Linked DNA regions of Mus musculus: regions 1, 2, 3, 4, 6 and 7 are each linked to region 5. The links are chromatin contacts, called in public HiCAR-type, HiChIP or PLAC-seq and promoter capture Hi-C maps. All regions are on one chromosome and are shown on one strand. The core of a region is the stretch at or near the end of the contact, and the rest is flanking DNA. Distances in the headings are between cores, read along the strand shown.

What was found. Promoter capture Hi-C pulls out the DNA fragments that hold promoters and counts their contacts. HiCAR-type assays count read pairs that join an accessible place to other places. HiChIP or PLAC-seq counts read pairs in DNA pulled down with a chosen protein or histone mark.
Region 1: a contact with region 5 is called in a HiCAR-type map of astrocytes, with 2.9 times the contacts expected there. The contact joins the promoter of Aipl1 here to the promoter of Mnt in region 5. A contact is called at or near these places in 1 of 39 promoter capture datasets (pre-B cells) and 1 of 115 datasets of contacts at active chromatin or transcription factors (astrocytes).
Region 2: a contact with region 5 is called in an H3K27ac HiChIP or PLAC-seq map of embryonic stem cells, with 7 times the contacts expected there. The contact joins the promoter of Fbxo39 here to the promoter of Mnt in region 5. A contact is called at or near these places in 1 of 39 promoter capture datasets (pre-B cells) and 2 of 115 datasets of contacts at active chromatin or transcription factors (both in embryonic stem cells).
Region 3: a contact with region 5 is called in a promoter capture Hi-C map of pre-B cells, with 3 times the contacts expected there. The contact joins the promoter of Spns3 here to the promoter of Mnt in region 5. A contact is called at or near these places in 3 of 39 promoter capture datasets (cranial neural crest, liver and pre-B cells) and 2 of 115 datasets of contacts at active chromatin or transcription factors (astrocytes and differentiating embryonic stem cells).
Region 4: a contact with region 5 is called in an H3K27ac HiChIP or PLAC-seq map of cardiomyocytes, with 4 times the contacts expected there. The contact joins the promoter of Ube2g1 here to the promoter of Mnt in region 5. A contact is called at or near these places in 2 of 39 promoter capture datasets (cranial neural crest and embryonic stem cells), 4 of 484 Hi-C or Micro-C datasets (B cells, CD4 T cells and embryonic stem cells), 13 of 115 datasets of contacts at active chromatin or transcription factors (astrocytes, bone marrow-derived dendritic cells, cardiomyocytes and 6 more) and 1 of 9 other capture datasets (embryonic stem cells).
Region 6: a promoter capture Hi-C map of hippocampal neurons shows a contact between it and region 5, with 6 times the contacts expected there. The contact joins the promoter of Tekt1 here to the promoter of Mnt in region 5. A contact is called at or near these places in 2 of 39 promoter capture datasets (embryonic stem cells and hippocampal neurons) and 4 of 115 datasets of contacts at active chromatin or transcription factors (astrocytes, embryonic forebrain, embryonic stem cells and 1 more).
Region 7: a promoter capture Hi-C map of liver shows a contact between it and region 5, with 5 times the contacts expected there. The contact joins the promoter of Spns2 here to the promoter of Mnt in region 5. A contact is called at or near these places in 4 of 39 promoter capture datasets (cranial neural crest, hippocampal neurons, liver and 1 more) and 4 of 115 datasets of contacts at active chromatin or transcription factors (extraembryonic endoderm stem cells, forebrain, large pre-B cells and 1 more).

Annotation. Positions count from the first base shown.
Region 1 is chr11:72,036,227-72,039,183 of GRCm38.p6, reverse strand. It overlaps Aipl1 (aryl hydrocarbon receptor-interacting protein-like 1), which reads left to right and starts at 1,675. Exons shown (of 6, transcript NM_053245.2): 1 at 1,675-1,821; 2 at 2,393-2,572. The coding sequence starts at 1,726.
Region 2 is chr11:72,312,708-72,315,719 of GRCm38.p6, reverse strand. It overlaps Fbxo39 (F-box protein 39), which reads right to left and starts at 1,276. Exons shown (of 4, transcript NM_001099688.2): 1 at 1,185-1,276. Xaf1 (XIAP associated factor 1) reads right to left here. Exons shown (of 6, transcript NM_001037713.4): 6 at 1,987-3,012.
Region 3 is chr11:72,548,633-72,551,576 of GRCm38.p6, reverse strand. Spns3 (spinster homolog 3) reads left to right here and starts at 1,331. Exons shown (of 12, transcript NM_029932.3): 1 at 1,331-1,579. The coding sequence starts at 1,369.
Region 4 is chr11:72,605,768-72,608,665 of GRCm38.p6, reverse strand. Ube2g1 (ubiquitin-conjugating enzyme E2G 1) reads right to left here and starts at 1,405. Exons shown (of 6, transcript NM_025985.4): 1 at 1,031-1,405. The coding sequence starts at 1,076. Gm51906 (a long non-coding RNA gene) reads left to right here and starts at 1,503. Exons shown (of 4, transcript XR_003949712.1): 1 at 1,503-1,725.
Region 5 is chr11:74,829,489-74,832,188 of GRCm38.p6, reverse strand. Mnt (max binding protein) reads right to left here and starts at 1,265. Exons shown (of 6, transcript NM_010813.3): 1 at 788-1,265. The coding sequence starts at 860.
Region 6 is chr11:72,360,514-72,363,213 of GRCm38.p6, reverse strand. It overlaps Tekt1 (tektin 1), which reads left to right and starts at 1,332. Exons shown (of 8, transcript NM_011569.3): 1 at 1,332-1,421. Gm34317 (a long non-coding RNA gene) reads right to left here and starts at 1,300. Exons shown (of 7, transcript XR_003949575.1): 1 at 1,223-1,300.
Region 7 is chr11:72,488,395-72,491,199 of GRCm38.p6, reverse strand. It overlaps Spns2 (spinster homolog 2), which reads left to right and starts at 1,280. Exons shown (of 13, transcript NM_153060.3): 1 at 1,280-1,774. The coding sequence starts at 1,405.

The sequences.
Region 1 (2,957 bases), core at 426-2,925, 2.8 Mb after region 5:
AGAGAAACAGCATACGTAGGGTGGAGACCAGGACCAGAGACTTGAAGGTTAGGACAGGAGCTTAGAACAGATCTGAAGAGAGTGGGAAGTCATCTGGATTTGAAGAGAGGAACAGGTGACTGGAAATGTTTTCCAATGAGGCCTTGGAAACCTTTGAAGCTATGGTCTAAATAGACAGTGGACCAGTGTCCCCCACCCCCACCCCACCCCCCTTAGCAGTGAAGCCTGACCTCTGGAATCCCTTTGCTGTGTGCTATGACTCCCTGCAAAGTAAGATATGGAAACAGTAACCAAGGGTGAAGCATCCAGATGGGGCATGAAAGTCCTTTTCTGCCATTGTGCATCTAATCAGGAGAGAGAAATGTTCCAAAGAGAAACTGCATTATAAGGAGTCATTATACAGCAACTCACAGAGCACGCATCAGGTCGGGAGAATACAGCAGGGATCTCAGAGTCAGTACCTGACCCTGGTGTATGTGGCATGGCAGGCACTGTTTTCCCTGATGGTCCATTCTTCCTCAGTAACATGCTCCTTTAAGCTACTGTGTGGCTGGGGAGAGATGGAAGAGGAAAAAAGTGTCTACACCTCTCTAAGGCTGGGATGGAAACAGACCCGAGTGGGGCTGCTGGCACTCAGGGAGAGCTTTCTACAAAGCCAGGTTGCATCCTGTTTCTGACTGGTTAGCCTAGGTTTGTGGCCCTTTAAGGCAAGGACTTCTCATGGAAATCAAGACTTTTGAGGGTGCTGGATATCCCCAGGATTCTGGCCTTCCTGGAGAAGGGAAACGCCCAAGGCCATGAAGCCATTAATGTAGGAAGCTCTGGTTGGCTATTAGCCAGCTATAATGTCCCCTCATGGCAAGGTCTGTTACCTCTCTGTCAATGCCCAAAAGGGACTGTGGTGGTGGTGGTGTGATCAGAATCCTTCATTTATCTTAAGGCTCTGGGAAAGAAGCATGAAAATTTAAGCTGGCCACAAGGTGGCGCCAAACACCAAGCCGACACATTACGTTTTCTCCTCTAGTTCCCCAAGGGGGTTCAGTGGGCTCCACATAAGCTCTGCTTGTTTCTCTGAACCCAGGACAAAGGCCTTCTAAAGGACTGGGGAGAGCCCGACTCCTCAGCCAGATCTTAGAGTGGAGACAGAAGCTTGACACTAGGAATTTATCAATTTCCCCCAGAACTGGGGTAACTCTCTTAGTCACCCCAAAGTTAGAAACCTTCTCCCAGACCCCAGGAGGAGAGGAGCAGGGGAAAGTGGAGATGTTAAGGGTCAGAGACTGGGACAATGTCCGCACTACAGGTACAGGAAGGCAATGGTGGCTTTGGGCCTCCCTCCTTTTCCCCTCGGATGGCCCCAGCTGTCTACTGCTGCCTGCTTTCTTCTCTCCTTCCCCACAGAAACATCTGTGGACCTTTTTTTTTGAGGTGGCACAAAGGAAAACCTTGATGTAGTCACTATGGGTGTCAGACCGGGGATCTGCATCTGCTGAGAGATCCTGAGGAATGTGGACGGTGGGGTCTGTAGTGCCTAGACTACCTTCCTTCTGCCTTTCTTCCTTCTTCCCTCCCTGTCGGGGAATCCCCTGGGTGATGTCAGCTGCTGTCCTCCCCTCTGGTGGGATTATCTAGGCTTGCACAGGCCTCTTCCCAGGTATCAGCCAGATTGTTCCCTGCTTTGGTAGGATTATCTAGGCCTGAACAAACCTCTCCCCTACCTGCAGCATGGACGTCTCTCTACTCCTCAATGTGGAGGGTGTCAAGAAGACCATTCTGCATGGGGGGACGGGAGAGCTCCCCAGCTTCATCACTGGCTCTCGAGTGAGTATCTACGCCCAGATAGGACCCCGTGGTTCTTTTCTCTGTTTCAGTTGGGCCCAGGGCATTGCAGGTATCCCTTCCTACTGCAGCCAGGCAGGACCTTGCTGGACTTGCCTTTCCATTACCCAGGCTCCCTTGCTTTGGAGTTTATAGACAGGTCTTTTTGGTAGTTTTCAGGGTAGCTTTAGCTAAGAGGAGAGGTTAAGGAAAATTTCCAGAGCTCCAAATGTCAAGTTAGTAGGAAGGAACCTCAGGAGATATGGCGTTTGTCCTCTTGTGTTTGATGGGTCTCTCAGGGGTGGAGGAACACACTCCTGGACATTGGAGCTTATTGGAGAAGGAATTCCTGGCGCTTGGCTGTGAGAGATAGGCATAGGGTTTGCTGGAAAGGAATGGGTTTCTTGTAGGGACTTGTAGGTATTTCTTGAGGGGAGCTGAGGCATCTTATCTTGTGAGATGTGGGTGAACTGACCCCCAAGAACAGCCTCAGTAGCCTGCAGTGGTTGGGTGACACGGCTGCTGGAACTGGGGGAGATATGTCTACACCAAAGCCCTCTGTTCTGGGGACCAGGTGACCTTTCATTTCCGCACAATGAAGTGTGATGACGAGCGCACGGTGATCGATGACAGCAAGCAGGTGGGCCAGCCCATGAGCATCATCATCGGCAACATGTTCAAGCTGGAGGTGTGGGAGACGCTGCTGACCTCCATGCGGCTGGGCGAGGTGGCTGAGTTCTGGTGCGACACCATTGTAAGTAGTCTCGTGGCTCCCTCTGCACTCTGTTCCCTCACGCGCTTCCCAGAGCTGTCAGGGTTCAGGAAAGTTAGGGTAAAACAAGACACTGCAGGTGAAGACACCTCCATCCCTATTCTCTGCCATTACAAACATGGCACCCAGCCCTTCAGATAAAGCAGGCCTTAAAGTGACGTGGAGTATGTGGTTGGCGCAGGGGCTGTGGGAACATGTGGCCTCACATGGTAGGAGAGGGCCCCCCTTTCCTTTTTGCTCAGCATCGTAGATCCTGGAGACTCAAGCCACCGAGCACATCCTTCCCCTCCCCCATTCCTCCCAACTCTATGACTCAATTCATATTTATATCACATATGAAACATCTTTACAACTTCTTGTTTTGTGC
Region 2 (3,012 bases), core at 27-2,526, 2.5 Mb after region 5:
CCTGATGACATAATAAGTACTTGCACATCTTGAACTTGTAAACTCTGTTTAACAAACCAAACTAACCCTTCCCCCACCAAGAAGACTTTGATTGTATGTAAACTAACTGTCCAAGGTTATGAGCCTCGACTGGGGATAGCATGGATCTGAAGAAGTTAATCTGGAAAAATGAAAACAAAAATGCCGAATCAAGAGCTGGGATATAGCTTGGTAATAGAGTGCTTGTCCAGCACACCCTGAGCTTAGGGTTTAATCCCTAGCACTGCATAAACTCGGCATGGGGTGCTTCCCAGAACAGTGTGTGTGTGTGTGCTGGGAAGGGGGACTTGCTAAATCAAACCCCAACAAAGTCACAGGCTAGAAGACTATGTTGGTGGGCTACAGATGTGGTGTGTGTGTGTGTGGTATAGGTTTTCACCTTCCACCTTGAAACAGGATCTCGTTTGTCATTGGATAGTGCAAGAGATTCTGAGGTCTCTTCTGTTTATACTTCTTCTCTTATTGTAGGATAGCCAGGATTGCAGCTGCAGCTTTATATAGTTCCTGGGGATTCGAACTCATGACCTTACACCTCCAAGGCAAGTGCTTTACCCCGTGAGCCTTTTTGTCTGGGGTACCCCCCCCCCACGCAAGGATCCTCCAAATAAATGAGAGTAGCACTTTCTCTGACAGGAGGCAAAAGAATATAGAGGCCTGTCAATTGCTACTGTAAAGTTAGTAAAAAATTTTTGTGCCTCAGTGTTTAGTCTGACAATAGGAATAGTAGTTCCTTTCTCCTAGTTTTGGGAAATTTAAATGAACGGATCCAGGGACTACACCTTGGAGGTAGAAAGTAATCTAAGAGCAAGCTGCAATTAGTAAGCTGGGGACAAGGTACTTCTGCATTTTCCTTATGAAGATGAGAACGCGCCCATTTTGCAAAAAGAGAATCTAGGAGTGTTGGGAGCTTAATGGAGTTTCCTAGTGAGATGGTGTTCTAAGTGTGTGGGGTATGGGATCCGAACCCATGCCAGTAATCCCAAACCTGGGCTTGGTCCACCATAATATGACACAGCTGCCAACCAGCGAGGGAAACTTAAGACTGTCCCGTCACCAGGGCGGCGTGCCCCTCCCATGCGGGCCCAGCGGCTGTGCGGGGCCACCACTGCCCTCCTGGTGCGTGGGTGCTTCGGGCCACCCGTTACCGGATCGCTGCGCCCGGCTCGGGCTGCAGGGACGCGGAGCGCGCCTGCCCCTCTGCCCGCGCTGCTGCTCCCACGCCGACTCCAAGAGCATCAGGAGAGGCGCCCTGTGCTCGCTGCGGCCAAGCCCACAGCCGCCTTTGTGACGCGCAGCCACCCACTGGCTCTGCTAGTGCCTGCCGGTTGCTGAGTCCCAAATCCGGAGTTGCCAGATACACTGAAGGCGAAGGAAGAGGGTGCTGCATAGACCCAATAGGAAAGCCCGCGGGCGGAGGCAGGAGACTGGAAGGAGGCGCACCTGGTGAGAATCGCCAGGCGCTCTGCCCAATCCTCTGCTCATAGCAGCAGAGAGGTCTGAACCCAACACTGTGTTCAGGTCGCTTCCCTCCAGTCTTGACCTCCGGGAGCTTTGAGCCTCCATTCCAAAGCCCAGGTGAGGACTCGTCCATTCCTCATGCTAGCCATGGGCCTCCACTTTCCTATCCTCAGATGAGGTAACACCTCACCCCAAGAGGGTGGGTGACATGGCTTGAACCTAAGGTCAGTTCCCCTTTCCAGCTTTCAGAAGGTGGTGCACACGTAACCCTTGGCCCTTTCCTACCCCAGTGGGTAACCTTTGTGCTGAAGCCCAGGTCTAAAAGTTGAATAGTGTGTCTGTCACTAGATAAGCTGCCCCAGCCACTTACTCCATACTTTACTGCTAAACCTCATCTGCACGCCCCCTTCCTCAGCTACCTCAGCTACCCTGCGGGGTGGCTTCACCTTGTCACCCTCCCCATCACCGACGTGAAAGACACAGCTCTAAAAGGATGCAGAGATAAGTTTATTTTGGAGCCAAATGAGTGACTGTGGTCCAGAAATACAGATTCAGTTTGCTTCAGATATCTGTGCTCTGACCTTGGTAACAATTTCTGTGAAGTTTTAAAATAACAAAACAAAGAAAGTCACTTTACAAATTCTGGTGGTACAACAGGTGAGCGGTTATAGCAAAGCGGGAGACCTTGCTATAGGCTCCAGATGCATATGTGATGACTTTCTTAGCAGTTGGGATCCACTCATATGTTTCAAAACTTTACCTAGGAGTCACAGGATGTTAGGTCACACACAGATGTGGGCAAATGGCTTCTTTTTAAGGGGCTAAGATAGTTCAAGATGGCCCTGCACCATGTGAACCTCCCTATGACGATTGCCCTTCTAACAATTAGTCTTTTAAGAACTCCCAGTATAAAGACTTTCTGGGAACTCTAATTCTCCCTGGTCTGCCCCGCCCTGCCCCTCCCCTTCCTTCCCTACCTCCCCCTCCCATTCTTTCCCTTCCCTCCCCTCCCTCCCCCTCTCCTTCTCTTTCCCTTTCTTTCCACTTTCCCCTCCCTCCCTCTTTCCTTCCTTTCTCCTGCTTCATCTCCCCCTCTAGGCCTCATATTCCTAACCTGTCTTGTCCAGAAGAGCCAATGAGGAAGGCAAAGAAAAAGGTCAGGGAGAAACTTAGGATAAAGCAGGGGTTTCTTGAGCCACCAACCCAGCAGTTGAGCCTAGGTGCTCGAGTTCAGTGCAAGAAGCGAAAGCCTTTTCTCCAGGTCATCTGTAGCTCAGAAGAAGGAAAAGACATCTTCTGAAGACCAAAGATGAAAGCCTGTCTCTTTTCTTGGTCACCCAAAGTGCCAAGAGCACTTTGAGACAGTTGAGTGACCCTGACCTGAGCCCAAGATGACACATCCCTCCCAAGGCCCAGGGGACATTGTGGAAGATGAGGCCCAAAGCCGGCAAGAGCCAAAGTATTAGGGGCTGGGTGGGGTACTATCAGATGCTCTTTTCTGGATTCCGCATGGCC
Region 3 (2,944 bases), core at 82-2,581, 2.3 Mb after region 5:
TCTGTCTGTGGATCATGATCAGGCTGGCCACAGACAGTTGCCTGCCTATGTTTCCAAGTGCTGGAATTAAATGGAATTAAGGGCATGGACCATTATGCCTGGCTGTTAAATACTTTTAAAATATATTGTGTGCGTGTGCATGATGTGTGTGGAGACACATGTACCATGACACATGTATAGAGATCAGAGGACAACTTTGTGGAGTTAGTTTCCATCTTTACCTGGGATTGGGATTGAACTTGGGCTGTCAGCCTTACACAGCAAGTGCCTTTACCTGCTGAGCCATCTCATTGGCCTGTATGGTTACTCTTTTTTAATGTTGTTTTGTTTTGAGATAGGGTCTCATGTAGCCCAGGCTGGCTTTAAACTCACCATGTAGCTAGGGATGGTGAACTTGAACTCCTGATAGTCTTAGCTCCACCTCCCAAGTGCTGGAATTACAGGTGTGGGCCATCACTGATGGCTTTGTGTATTTGTACTTTTTCTACCCTTGCAACTGGCAATCAATTTCTACAGCTCCCCTGAGAACATCTCCCTAGACTTATTCCTTGTTGATAAAATTTATTTATTCTGTGTCTGTATGGATGTGAGTGAAAGTGTGTGTGTGTGTGTGAGAGAGAGAGAGAGACAGAGACAGACAGACAGACAGACAGACAGACAGACAGAGACAGAGCAGAGAGTACTCCTGTACCTGCACGTGCACTTGTGTGCCTTGGTGTATGTTATGTTTGGAGGTCAGAAGACAACTTTGTGCAGTTCTCCCCTTCCACCATATGGGCTCTGGGGATCAAACATATGTCAAGCAGGCCTGGTGGCAGGTACTTTCACAGGCTGAGCCATCTTGCCAGCCCCCATGGGTTAGTTTTACATAAGCTTGTCTCTATGTCTTCAGATATCTCTGTTATCTTGTTCCTCTGTGCAATTTCCTTACCATCCTGGTCAACACCTACCCTCCTGTATCTAACCTGGTTCATGGCTGTGCTAACGGCCCATCTTCTGCACAGGCAGGGCAGTTTGCAGTGAGCAAGGCTTGGGGACACTCCTCTCATTTCCTGTCCTAGGAGCGTCTCTTCCTCACTGCCCCTGCTGCAGCCATAGGCTAGATTGAGGGACCACAGAGTTATCCAATCACCAGTGCATGGCGTCTTACCCCAGCAGGGCTAAGAGGCCTAGAGTGATGAAATCCCACCAGTGTGGCTGCGCTGTGCTCAGCAGGAACCTGCGATGATAAGGTGTCTGGCAGTTAAAGGGGCAGCCTGTTGAGGTTGAGAGGCTGGGAGCCCACAGGAAGTGACTTGGTGGCAAGCTGATGTAGCTTTGTTCGGCACCCGTTCTGACAGAGAAGTTGCAGTTAGCACTGCTGAGGGGATGTCCACAGAGTGTCTCAAACCTCAGACAGGAGGGCCACAGAGCCAGAGCCTGAGCCAAGGTGGGCAGTATGGGGCCTTGGCTTCAGGTACGTGTCTGCCTCCCTCCACACCCGTCCCCTGGAGCCTGCCCCGCTGGAGAGCTTACTTGGCTGCAGCTGTTCTCTGTTACATCAACCTTCTGAATTACATGAACTGGTTCATCATCCCAGGTGAGCATGGGAGGGGTAGCGTGGGGCAGTATCTTCAGATACCCCCCTTCTAAAAGCCCACAACTGTGTATCCTTGGTGGCCTTCTTCTTCCAAGCCCTCGTACCTCTCTAGGAGCACAGCTCTGGTGGTTTCACCCCAGCAAGTGGTCTGCAGCCTCTCCTGAATGGTTCCAAGCCAGAACAGGGCACAATGTGTGTGGGGACAGGGGTGTTAGTGGGTAGATGGGACTGTGCTCTGCAGCAAAGGCGTTGCTTGCGTTCAGGATGGAGCTGCAGGCAAGGTTACGGAGGGCAGAGCAGCTTGGCCAAGCTCCCAAGTGAGAATGGCTCTGCCTGCACTGTTTCTGGGGCAGCCGGCTGCTGGCCTACCTTGCACAGTTTGCCTTTCTTCTTATTGGAAACAGGGTACAACCTGCTTCTGTGTTCTGTCTCTCACTTACGCACTCCTTTGTGTCTGGGCTCCACTTGTCTTTTCTCATCTAGTCACCCATTCATTCCTTCATCAGTTTATATTCAGCCCTTTCTTTAAAAAGACAGAGTGTGTATGCATGTGCGTGCACACATGTGTGTGTATGTGTGTGTGCCTGTGTGTGCATGCTCCTTCACTTTTATTTGAGCTTCAGATATTGAACTAAGGTTTCCAAGCTTGTTCAGCAAGCGCCTTCACAGGCTAAGCCATCTTGTCAGCCTTCATTTCTTTTTTGAGGCAGGGCCTCATGGAGCTCAGGCTAGATTCAAACTCGCTATGTAACTGAGAATAATCATGAACTGCTGATATGCTTGCCTTCACCTTCTTAGGGCCGGGATTACAGGCTTGCCACCACAATGCTTTATGAAGTTCTAGGGATTGAACCCAGGGTCTTTGTGCATGCTGGATAAGCACTCTAATAACTGATGTAGAGGGCTGCTCTGCCCTCCGTAACCTTGCCTGCAGCTCCATCCTGAACCCAACGCCTTTGCTGCAGAGCACAGTCCCATCCACCCACTCACACCGCTGCCCCCACACACATTGTGCCCTGTTCTGGCTTGGGACCATTCAGGAGAGGCTGCAGATCACTTACTGGGGTGAAACCACCCAGCCTCTTTTCTTTGTTTGTTTGTTTTTGAGACAAGGTCTTAAGTAAGATCAGGTTGCTTTTGAATTCACTATGCAGTTGAAAATGATCTTGAACTCCCAATCCTCTTGCCCTCTGTCTCCTAAGTGCTGAGGTTACAGGTGCGACAGCATGCCTAGCTGTTCTTTCATCATCCACTTGTTCCAGCTTGAGCACTGAGAACAGGAGCACTGAGAGCAAAAGTACTGAGAGCAGGAACACTGTGGTGGGAACACTGAGAGTGGGAGTACTGAGAGTAGGAGTACTGAGA
Region 4 (2,898 bases), core at 156-2,655, 2.2 Mb after region 5:
TGGCTACAGGTTGAGGAGGGGTGAAGTCGCCTGAACCAAGCCAGGCACACGCTTGGCGTAGGACAGCAGGGCTAACTACCGGTTCATTTCTCTTTAAATCTGGCAGCACGTGGGGCGGCATTGTGAAGGCACCAACCCGCCTCCTCCCTCCCCCCCTTCCACTCCGCACACGTACGCCTCCAGCGCGCATGCTCCGCTCACACAGTCCTAGCAGAGTAGGAGCCAACCCCCTAAAAAGTCAACCTGGAAGCCGCAAACGGCCAGAGGCCGGGACAATGGGGGAGGGGGACAGAGACTCCACGGGGGAGGCACTGAGCCGCCGCCCCTGGCCAGAGCCTAAGGCGGGCCGCAGCCCGGTGGCCGCGAGCCTGCGCGAAGGAGCCCGAGCCGTGCCCACGGAGCACAAAGCCCGGGCCGGCCAGCGAGCCGCTCTCCCCAGCGCCCGCGCCCACCCTCCCCCAGACGGGCGGCGCAGCCCGAGCTCGTGCCAGGCGGAGGCAGGCGAAGCGGAGTCGCGCTCCCCGCCGAGCCCCCCGGTGCCCCGCGTCAGCACCCGGGCCAGCCCCGCCGTCGCTTTTGTTGTCTGCCCTAACTCCGCGAACCCCGCGCTGCCGGGCCAGAAGTTTGGCGCGCCTCCCCTCTCCGGCCCCCGACACGGCTCGGACTCACAGCCGCGCGGGGACCCCGCAAGCTCCCGGGGTCCCCGAGGTTCCGCGGCCTCCGCCGCACCTGAGCCCGGGATCCGCCCCTCAGGGAGGGTCGGCCCGACCGGGACCCACGCCCCTCCCCCGCAACGCCCCAGTGCCGTGGGGGAGGGGGCAGCCGCCCAGGGCGTCCGGCCCGTCCGAGGGCGAGGCTGGGGAGCGTCCCCGCCCCCAACACCCTCCACAGCCGGGCCAGGAGTGTCGCCAGCTCGCCGCGACTCGCGGGCTCCCACCCTCGCGGCCCGCCACCACCCAGCCTCCGAGCGGGCGAGAGGAGGCGAGTGGCTCGGCAGTCCGCGATCGCGGCCCGGCGCCCCGCCGCTCACCTGCCAGCTGTCTTCGCAGTAGCAGCGCCGACTGCAGCTCCGTCATCCTCCCCACCGAGAGCCCGGGCCGCCACCGGGACTTCGACGGACTGGCGACAAGCTCTGCCGGTGCCTGGAGCTAGATGTGTGTTGAGGAACCCGGACCGGAGCGCCGAAGCCGCGGGGAGGCCGGTCTTGGGAGACCCGAGAAGCACCTCGCCGCCTATGCGAGTCCGCTCCGCTCGGCTTTCCTCGCTCAGCGCCTCACGCCCGGAAGGGGAGGGTACCCGGGCCGCCGCGGCGCGCACTGGGACTTCGCTCGCCCGCTTCCCTCCTCTGCCCGCCCGTCGGCCCCACCGGTGCCTTCCCCCGCCACTGCCTCACTGCGCGCAGGGCCGCTCCGCGCAAGCGCGCTGAGCCTGCCTCCTTCAGAAGCAGCACTCCTGCTAGCCCGACCCCTCGGCCCTGCTGCCCCGCCTCCGGCGGTGGAACCCCGCCCACCGCGCGCAGTGGGCTCAGCCCCGCCATCTTGGGAAGGTCCACGCCCGCCCAGCTGCGGAAGCGTCGGCTGGTAGACGCCCCGCGGACGCCATGACAAAGAGGTCGCGGAGGGTCAGGACGCTGCCTCCCGGTATAAGCAGGAGGTCTAAGCGTGATGGGACCAGAAGTGGTAGATGTTGGCGAGGACCCAGCAGCCATCCAACACTACATCGGAGGTGTGCGAATTAGTCATTGTTACAAAGCCGAATTTAGTACTGGTGTGCACCATTTTAAGCAGCCGCAAAATAGAGTGCATGGTGATAATTCATAAAGAATGCACAGAATGGTCCTTGAAATAAAAATGTTATGAGTCTCATAGCAGAAAACGTTTAAGTAAATAGTAAGACTGAGTAAAGTGCAGAGTTGTGATTAGCACAACCTGATAAATGGTTCGGATTCAGGTGGTATTCTCCTGTAATCTCAACACTTGAGGCTGAGGATTAGAAGACCCAGGTCCCCTTCGCTGCACAGTGATACCCAATCTCCGTCTGGGGATGAGGATCCATAATAGATCAGACTCCTCTAGAAAAGGCACCTACTATGTAAAGTCCAAGTGTGAAAGCCGAGATTAGGAAAAGTCAACCTTATCCAACCTCCTTGCCCATTTCCCAGTTGAGTGCTTTGTCAACACTGTAGCAATAAAGAAACAAAAAAGGGAAGGGGGAAAAGTAACATTGACACTCAATTTTGTTTCTTCTTTCTTTCTTTTAAAGATTTATTTACTTATGTATATGACTACACTGTTGTTCTCTTCAGACACACCAAGAGAGGTCATAGGATCCCATTACTGATGGTTGTGAGCCACCATGTTGCTGAGAATTGAACTCAGGACCTTTGGGAAATCAGCCAGTGTTCTTAACCGCTAAGCCATCTCTCCAGCCCCTTGCTTGTTCTTTCAATAAGTGTTTGTTCAATCCCTACTTCCCTGTACCTGGACTGTAGAAAACAAAAACTGTGCATAGGAAATCAGGTCCATTTCTACCCACAAAAGCATGAAGCTTCTGTGAACTCCAAGTAAAGTGAACAAGAGGAGCAGATTCCGTTAGGCATGTAATAAAAATTACTGGGCAAGCAGGCACAAGGCCCTGGCTTACCTCCCTAGCACTGTCCCACCAGACCAAAGAAACAAACATTGAGTGAATCTGCCATTTTGAAATACTGCCCACCTAGGGACTAATCCAGCTTTATGGTTGGGATAGGGGAGGGGTTGGTTTTTTGTAGTTGTTTTGCTTGTTTGTTTGTTTGTTTTGGTTGGTTGGTTTTGGTTTTTTGAGACAGAGTTTCTCTGTATAGCCCTAGCTGTCCTGGAACCCCTCTGCAGACCAGGTTGCAGGTTCGAACTCAAGAGA
Region 5 (2,700 bases), core at 16-2,515:
TCCACACCGGCTAAAGCAGGGCAAGGCAGGGGGGCCTAGGGCTGCCCCCAGCGACCCGCGGGACACTCACATGCACCCAATCAGCGCAGCTCTCAGCCAAAGCTAGACGTGCGACCCAGCCCAGCTCTGGGAGGCGGGGTCAGGCGGGGCTGGCCAGGATCATAAGACACGCGATGTCATTTCATTCTGCAAAGGCCGCCTCCGCCCCAAGCAGCGCGTAGATCTGCCGGGAGCGCTCCCCGCACCCTCCAGCCCAGGCCAGGGAATCCGAAGAGCAGCTCGGCGTAGAGTATTCCCCACCCCCACTCAGTTACGCACACGCCCACTCGTGTGCTGTACAAACACACCCGTGTACAGGTCCGTTCATCCGCTCTTCCCCGGTTCCCATCACACATCATCTTGGTGCTCACACGCAAGCACACGCGGGTCTGCCACCCCCACACATCAACATCCCTCTCCCCATCCCCCGGTTCACACATCCTCAATGGTAGCGAGGGCGCCGCCCGCCCACAACTAAGGGGCCCCCCACTGAAGGTGTACGGGGGTGCCAGTCAGCTAGGGTGGTACCCGCAGAAACTGGGTCCTTCTTTGCATGTTAATGAATTCATTAATTATTTTCAACGTTCGCATCACTCCTCCCGGACGGCAGCTCTTGCGGGGAGTTTGTGCCCGGCTTTTTAGGTCGCGCCATAGAGGGGCCTCCCTGCGATTTCCAGTGGGTTCAGGGATCGGGGTCACTGGCCTCCCCTTCTGCCCAGTGCCCCAGGGGCCCAGCCGGGCCGCTCACCACGTGCTCTCTGTTGTTGCTGCGCTTGCCATTCCAGGAAGCGGGCCGCCTCCAGTAGCGTCTCTATGCTCATCGCGGCGAGAGCAGCCGGGGGCGCGCCGGGGCCGAGGCTGCGGCCCGCGAGCCAAGCACAGGTCAGGCTGGCGGGCCGGCAGGAGGGAGGGATCACCTCCGGGGGGCGACAGGGCTGGGCGGCGCAGCGCACTCCTCAGAAAAGAACGGGGGAGCACGGGGAGAAAAATCAATGTCTCCCAAAATATTTGCAAAATAAAAATTTGCAAATTAAAAAAATTTTGATGCAAAAAATAAAAAAGGCGGCACTGCCTTCTTCCTTCCTTCTTCCTCTTCCTCCCTTCCGATGCCTCCCGCCCCGCGGCCCCCGGAGTCCCGCCGACAAGAAAGGGCTTTGCAACAAGATGGCGAGGAGGCACCGACACACACAACAAGGGAAGGAGCCGCGCTGCCCCCGGCCGCCGCCCCCGCTACTACACCGGGGCCGCAGCCAAAGCCCGGACCGGAGCCCCCGCCCGCAGGGCCGCGGCGTCTCACTGAGGGCGGGGCCGCGCCAGGGATGGCCCCGCCCACCGCGCGCGCACACGTGGCTTGGGTGGGGGTGAGAAGATGGAACCAGGCTTCCTCGCTGTTTCCGCTTTCCCTACTTGCCCCTCCTCTCCGTGGCCAGCCACAAGTTAAACGGGGTTTGCGTGCTTAGGGCATTCACGGCGGGATCTGCCTTGCTGAGAGAATGGGAAGCCCAAGGCTTCGGTTAGCTGAGACAGCGGTGACACAGGTCAGGGAGACCTATAGTCTGACCCCTAGGTCTCTTCGCCCCACGTAGACACGACCTAAATCCCGCAGCCGTCCGGTCTGTCGCAATTCCCCCCGGGATCCGCCCCTGGGCGGAGCTGACAGCAGGCTGCTAGAGTCCTGACAGAGGGACGGGAGAGCTGATCCCGTTCCGGATTTTGTCTCTGTTCCTCCCCCCGCAGTGCGTTCGCATCCTATTAGGCTACATCACCAGGCCGCCCGCCAATGGGCGGGCAGGACAACACGGCATGGAGCAGCTCCACATGGACACCCCGCGCCGCCAGCCTTCGGTTTAAAGGGACAGTGTCTACAGGGTCGTATTAGCGGGTGCGGATAGGGCCACCGGGTGACGGAAGGGTGAGACACCTACAGGGGAATTCCGCAGTCCATCCCCTGCTTTACATTACCCTCCCATTCAAAACCAGGGCTTACTTCCCTTCTCCTAAATTCTTTGTCCACCGGTTTCTGATATGGGTGGGGACTAAAAGTGTGCCACTCTAGAGGGCACCTCGTTGTTGGGCCCCGGCACCAGTAATCAAAAGGAGAAGCGTCCAAAGCCCAGGCCGAGGAGGCGTGGCCTAAATCAGGAACAACAACGTGGAGGGCGGAAGCCGCGCGCTACCCTAGCGGCCCGCTGGGCGCGGGGCGGGGTCGCTCACTGTGTTGGGTTGGAACCGCGCACTCTCCTAAGCTCGCCAGTCAGTCTTTATCTTGGCTGCAGGGCTTAGGACTGTCCCTAGGTACAGTCAGAAAGATCTTTGAAGTCAGCTTGCCCAAATCATTGCACTTTGCAGGTAAGAAAACTGAGGCCCAAGTGAAGGGACTACTCCAACTGCTCCTTGTTCATTGAGCAACTCGTAGTCTAGTCAGACCTCTCTCAACCGCCAGCTGCCTCTTACCACCTCGGGTCCTCGCAAAAGTGAAGAACTATCAAACTGCAGTTCAGGAAGGGGGCTGAGCACTTACATCTTCTTGATTAGGACAACAAAAATATCCTACATCTGGAACTCTCTTTGGTGGAAAGCCATACAATCTCCATTCGTACAGTTAGCATTGAAAAGCACTAGAATATTATGGGCACAACGAAGCCGATGCAATTACTCTCA
Region 6 (2,700 bases), core at 83-2,582, 2.5 Mb after region 5:
TTCATTAATATTAATACCAGAATTAAGAACATAGATACATGAGCTGGGCAGTGGTGGCGCACGCCTTTAATCTCAGCTCTTGGAGGCAGAGGCAGGTGGATTTCTGAGTTCCAGGCCAGGCTGGTCTACAAAGTGAGTTCCAGGACAGCCAGAGCTACACAGAGAAACCCTGTCTTGAAAAAAAGCAATATATATATATATACATACATGAATGAAAGGTGAGTGTTAATTTCCAATATGTCTTTCAGATTTGAATCCTCAGCTTAAGGGTCTTTTTCTGGCATGCTGAGATGCCAGGGATAAGCAGATACACCCAGCTCATCGCTGCTTTTTCTTCCTTCCTTCCTTCCTTCCTTCCTTCCTTCCCTCATTTCTTTCTCTTTCTTTTAAAGATTTGTTTATGTATTTATTTTATGACTAGGAGTGCTCTGTTTTCTGTTTTCATGCACACCAGAAGGTATGCACTGGATCTCATTGCAGATGGTTGTGAGCCACCATGTGGGTGCTTGGCATTGAACTCGGGACCTCTGGAAGAGCAGTCAGTCCTCTTAACCGCTGAGCCATCTCTCCAGCCCTTCATCAGTGCCTTCACATTGTTATAAATTTTATGCCTTTGTTTCATCGTGTTCACCTTTATGATTGCTTTTTCTGCCACACAGACAGCGCCAATTTCCCATTTCCAGTAGTAATGCAAAGGGTTTTTTTGTTTTGTTTTGTTTTTGTTTTTTTGTTTTTTAAATAAACGTGCTGCCTGTAAAACGAACGTTTGAAGATGGTGTATGGCTATGTTAAACTCATGGCCGTGGCACCGAGTGGCTGGCGTCCTGAAAGCCTAATTTTAACTCAATCCACAACAGTTTGAAGATCACGTAGCAGTGCGATCTTAACCGAGAAAAAGCTCAGTGCTTGGTGAGTTTTACGCCTTGGGAGAAGATACCTGGCCGAAAACCCATTCTTGCCTACCCCTGTCTGGAGCTACCCATGCACCCTGTGTGTCGCTAGGTTTGCAGGTCCTTTGCTCCAGGTTTGGAGCAACGACCACGTGGAACGCAGTGTGTGTATCTCTGTGGTCCCGGGTCATCTACGGCTCAGGACAGCGCCAAGACCGACCCGCTGTGCATCTATGGAGTCAGAGACTCGGGGAACGGGAACCCCGAGTGACCCAATCTCCTGCCCCGTGTTTTGACGTTTTCTCAGCAGGATCAGACTTCGGACCACCTACTTTCTTTGTCTTGTTTGCTCGGGTTACCCTTTAGCACCACTCTCACATTCGCGCTTGCGCAGTCTTCTAACTAGGGCAACGTTGCGTCCGTCCGGTTGCCATAGAGACCGCAGTTTTCTCGGCTGGTTCTCTCAGAACCAGGAGCTCTGGTTGGGGTCAGGAGTGCCCTACAGAAGCTTGTGTTCTTTAATGAACTAAGGTAAGTGAGCCCCGATCCACCTCACCTACCCCTTCTCCCTACCCACGCGGTGTGTCTTTTGTATCAGCGGTTAGCACTGATATCGGTCCCCTCTTCGAGACTATTCACACTTGTTCAAAGTTATATCTCAGAGAGCCACGCTGAGACAGACTCGGGAGAGACCATAGGAGGGGACTGAACTGGAGAGCTCAGGAGTGTCTGAGGGGGTTACATGGGGCCTGATGCTTAGCCTAGTCAAGATCTGAATCCATCCTTGGTTGTGACGGCTTCAGAGGCCCCTAGGGTAAATACTAGGGTTATAGAGTCCAGAGCGGGAGGCTTTCAGAGTTCAGCTTTGCCTATGGAAGACAGATGTGATGTCGTTCAGAGCCAGGGGATCATATTTTTTTTCCCCCGCAACTGTCTCCAGAGGCTGCCTTACCCCCTGTTCCTTGTCTTTATCCTGTAGTCACAATGCCCAGATGTTGGCTTACAGACGTCACATCTGTTCATTTCTTATACAACATGTCTGGGTTCATGTATTTGAAAGAATACTGCTTGTCTTAGGGTTTCTATTGCTGTGACAAAACAACATGATCAAAAAGCAAGTTGGAGAGGAAAGGGCATATTTGTCTTACATGTTCATATTGCTTGTTTATCATTGAAGGAAGTCAGGATAGGAACTCAAAACAGGGCAAGAATCTAGAGGCAGGAGCTAATGCAGAGGGCATGAAGGGCATGCTAACTGGTTTGTTCATCATGGCTCGCTCAGCCTGCCTGCCTTCCTTCCTTCCTTCCTTCCTTCCTTCCTTCCTTCCTTCCCTTCTTTCTCTTTTTTCTTTCTTTCCTTCCTTTCTTCCTTGTCTTTTCTTCCTTTCTTTCTTTTCTTCCTTTCTTTCTTTCCTTCCTTCCTTCCTTCCTTCCTTCCTTCCTTCCTTCCTTCCTTCCTTCCTTGTCTTTCGTTCTCTCTCCCTCTCTCCCTCTCTCCCTCTCTCCCTCTCTCCCTCTCTCCCTCCCTCCCTCCCTCCCTCCCTCCCTCCCTCCCTCCCTCCCTCTCTCTCCTTTTTTCTTCTCCAAGGCAGGGTGTCTTTGTGTAGCCCTGGCTTTCCTGGAACTCACTCTGTAGATTAGGCTGGTCTCAAATTTTCAGAGATCCACTTGCCTCTGCCTTCCTAGTTCTGGGATTAAAGGCACCACCACTGCCCAGCTCAATCTGCTTTCTTGCAGAACCCAGGACCATCAGCTCAGGCTTAGCATCACCCACAAAGGCCTGGGCCCTCCCCATACATCACTAATAAAG
Region 7 (2,805 bases), core at 31-2,530, 2.3 Mb after region 5:
TGGTGACCTGAAGTCTGTCTGTGAAACAGACAGAAACCACTGGATATCTGAGGGGCTGAATTAAGTCTCCCCTGACTCTCTCATTTGAACCAAGGGTTTGGCACATACTAGGGAGAACATGCTATACTGGGTTTTAACTTCTTTCTTTCCTTTTACATATTTATTTATTTAGAGACGTGTTGGCCTGGACTCGCTGGCCTGGAACCTCGGAGTTTCACCTGCCTCTGCCTCCCAAATGATGGACTTACAAGAGAAGACTGTTCTTTACACAGAAGCTACCTAGCCATTCTCCAGAACTGACAACCCCCCCCCCCCCAACGTGCTCAACTACCTGGACTATATTCCCCCAATAGAAACAAAGACCCAGAAAGATAGAGGTTTCGTCCAATGTTAAGCCACACGCAAGAGCAGATATAGGCTAGGATCCAGCTTTCCAACTTTCACTAAGGGTTTTGGGGAGATGGTACCCCCCTCAAAGGCTTTTTCTGCTCCATCCCCTCTCCTTCTCGTTTGTCTGAGATTGGATCTCTCCTGACTCAGCCTCCCAAACGCTGGGGTTACAGGTGTAGGACACCCTGCCTGGCATTGAGGAGGCCCTCCTGGTTCTTTTGGGCTCTAATCCGAGCCCTGGTTCTCACAAGCTCCACTCTATGGGGGGTAGAGATATGGTCAGAGTGAGCCCAGGTCATAGCATGGAGGTGCTTCTCTATAGAGGAGAGCAATGGACCTTCATGAGGTCTGTGTCCTGGGTCCACCAATCATGTTTCTTAGGCAGCGCTGCCTAAACAGACTGAATTAAGGTGAGTAACTGTTGGAGTCAGCTCTACAACAGGTTCCCCAGTTTTGACCATCTGAGACTTTTTTTTTTTAATGCGTAGCTTAAGCCATGGGCCTTCCTCGGCCTCAGCCAGGGGTCCTCTCCCATCGCAGGGGCAGGGTGGAAGTTGAGTAGGGTCTGGGGTACCCTTCTTCCCTCACCTAAATCCTAATCGGTGCTGCAGCTCCCCGCAATCGCTTCCTGATCCCCGAGGGTTCCGTGGCCGCAGCGCTACTGCGTGACTTGCGCCCCCGTCAGGCGGGTGGGGCTGTGCGGCCAGGCGCCCCCGCACCCCCCGGGGCAGCACGTGCGGGGCGGGGCTGTGGCTTGAGCCCGGAGGTGATTGGGCACACGAGCTTGGTGGGCGGGGCCGGCCGCAGCTGTCAGAGCCGCCGGGGCCGCGCGTCTCACTGACTGAACAGTAGCAGCGGCGCAGCCAGGGCTGGAGCCCGAGCGCAGAAGCGGACGGGCCGGGCCGGGATGGTGCAGCGGCGGCTCCGCGGCGCGCGCACGCACTGAGCGGGCCCGGGCTGGGCCTCGCGTCCCCCGAGCCCCCCGCGCCCCCCGCCGCCCCGGCCCGGGCCGGCATGATGTGCCTGGAATGCGCCTCGGCGGCGGCGGGCGGCGCGGAGGAGGAGGAGGCGGACGCCGAGCGGCGGCGCCGGCGCCGGGGGGCGCAGCCAGGGGCTGGAGGTAGCGCTTGCTGCGGGGCGCGGGGTGTTGGGGGCGCTGGAGTCGTGTCCGCCGACGAAGAGGTGCAGACGTTGTCCGGCAGCGTGAGGCGGGTCCCGTCCGGACTCCCCAGCATCCCCAGCACCCCTGGCTGCGCAGCAGCTGCCAAGGGCCCCAGCGCGCCGCAGCCCAAACCGGCCAGCTTAGGCCGAGGGCGGGGGGCAGCTGCTGCCATCCTGAGTTTAGGCAACGTGCTCAACTACCTGGACAGGTACACTGTGGCAGGTGAGCAAATGCCCCATCTAGCCCGAGGACCAGGGCCCTTCCATCCCAGATGCCCTAGGGAGCTTTTGGTTGCCAGCTCCCTAGATCCAAGCCCTCTGGAGAGTCCCTAAGGACCCTCTGTTCAAGCGATGCTTTGGCGTTCCATGGGTCCAATCCAAAGCACCCCACGCTCCCCGTGTTAGGGATTGGTGGAGTTTCCACCCCTGGAGCAGCTTGTGAGCCTTCGCCAAGCCCTTGACGGCTCATCCGTTGTCCTCCCAGAGTCTCCTCTGCGTCTCTCTTGCCTTATCGCCTGTGCGCCCCCTTCCTCCACAGCCGCAGGTTCCCCGGCCTCTCCTCCTTTTCCCTTAGTCCAGGCCGTCTGTGCTTGCACGGCCCGTCTGTTCCTTCTTTCCTCGGTCTCAGCCACCCCCCTGCATGCGTGCGGCCAGTGTGTGCGCCTCTTGCGGGTGTGCGCCAGGCAGCCGGAGTGTGCGCGCGCGTGGCAGCGCGGATATGTGTGTGTGAGCTTGTAAGCGCGTGGCTGACAAAGGCTCGGGCCTGCGGGGAGCCGAGGGAGGGGCGGGGCGGGTCCGTGCCGCCTGGGGACCCAGGATGCGGTTTGCAGCTGGCCCTGGCTTGAGGCCTGGAGACGCCTCCTTCTGCTCCATGGCGCTTGGAGCCTGGAGCAGGGCATAGGCCTGGGGGCGGGGGCTGGGGGGGTTGGTCTAAAGAGAGGCAGCCTCATGCTCCTTGAGCATCTCTGCGACTCAACCCCAGGTTTGAGACTGAAATGGATACAACTGGGTTTCTATCCTGAATGTGCTTAATGTGTGTGTGACCTTGGGCCAGTTTCAGCTTGTGTTTAGGTCTGTTTCCGTTTGTGAATTGATTGATCCCTGGGCCTCTTAGTGTGGATGTGACTCTGGGATTCTATTCTGCTGGCGTCTCTCCCTGTCTTCACAGGGGTCAAGACGTAGGGACCTGTCCTAGAGCTGGCCCTGCCTGAGGATAATGTAGCTTTGAAAAGAAACACTGGTTAGGCTGGTCTC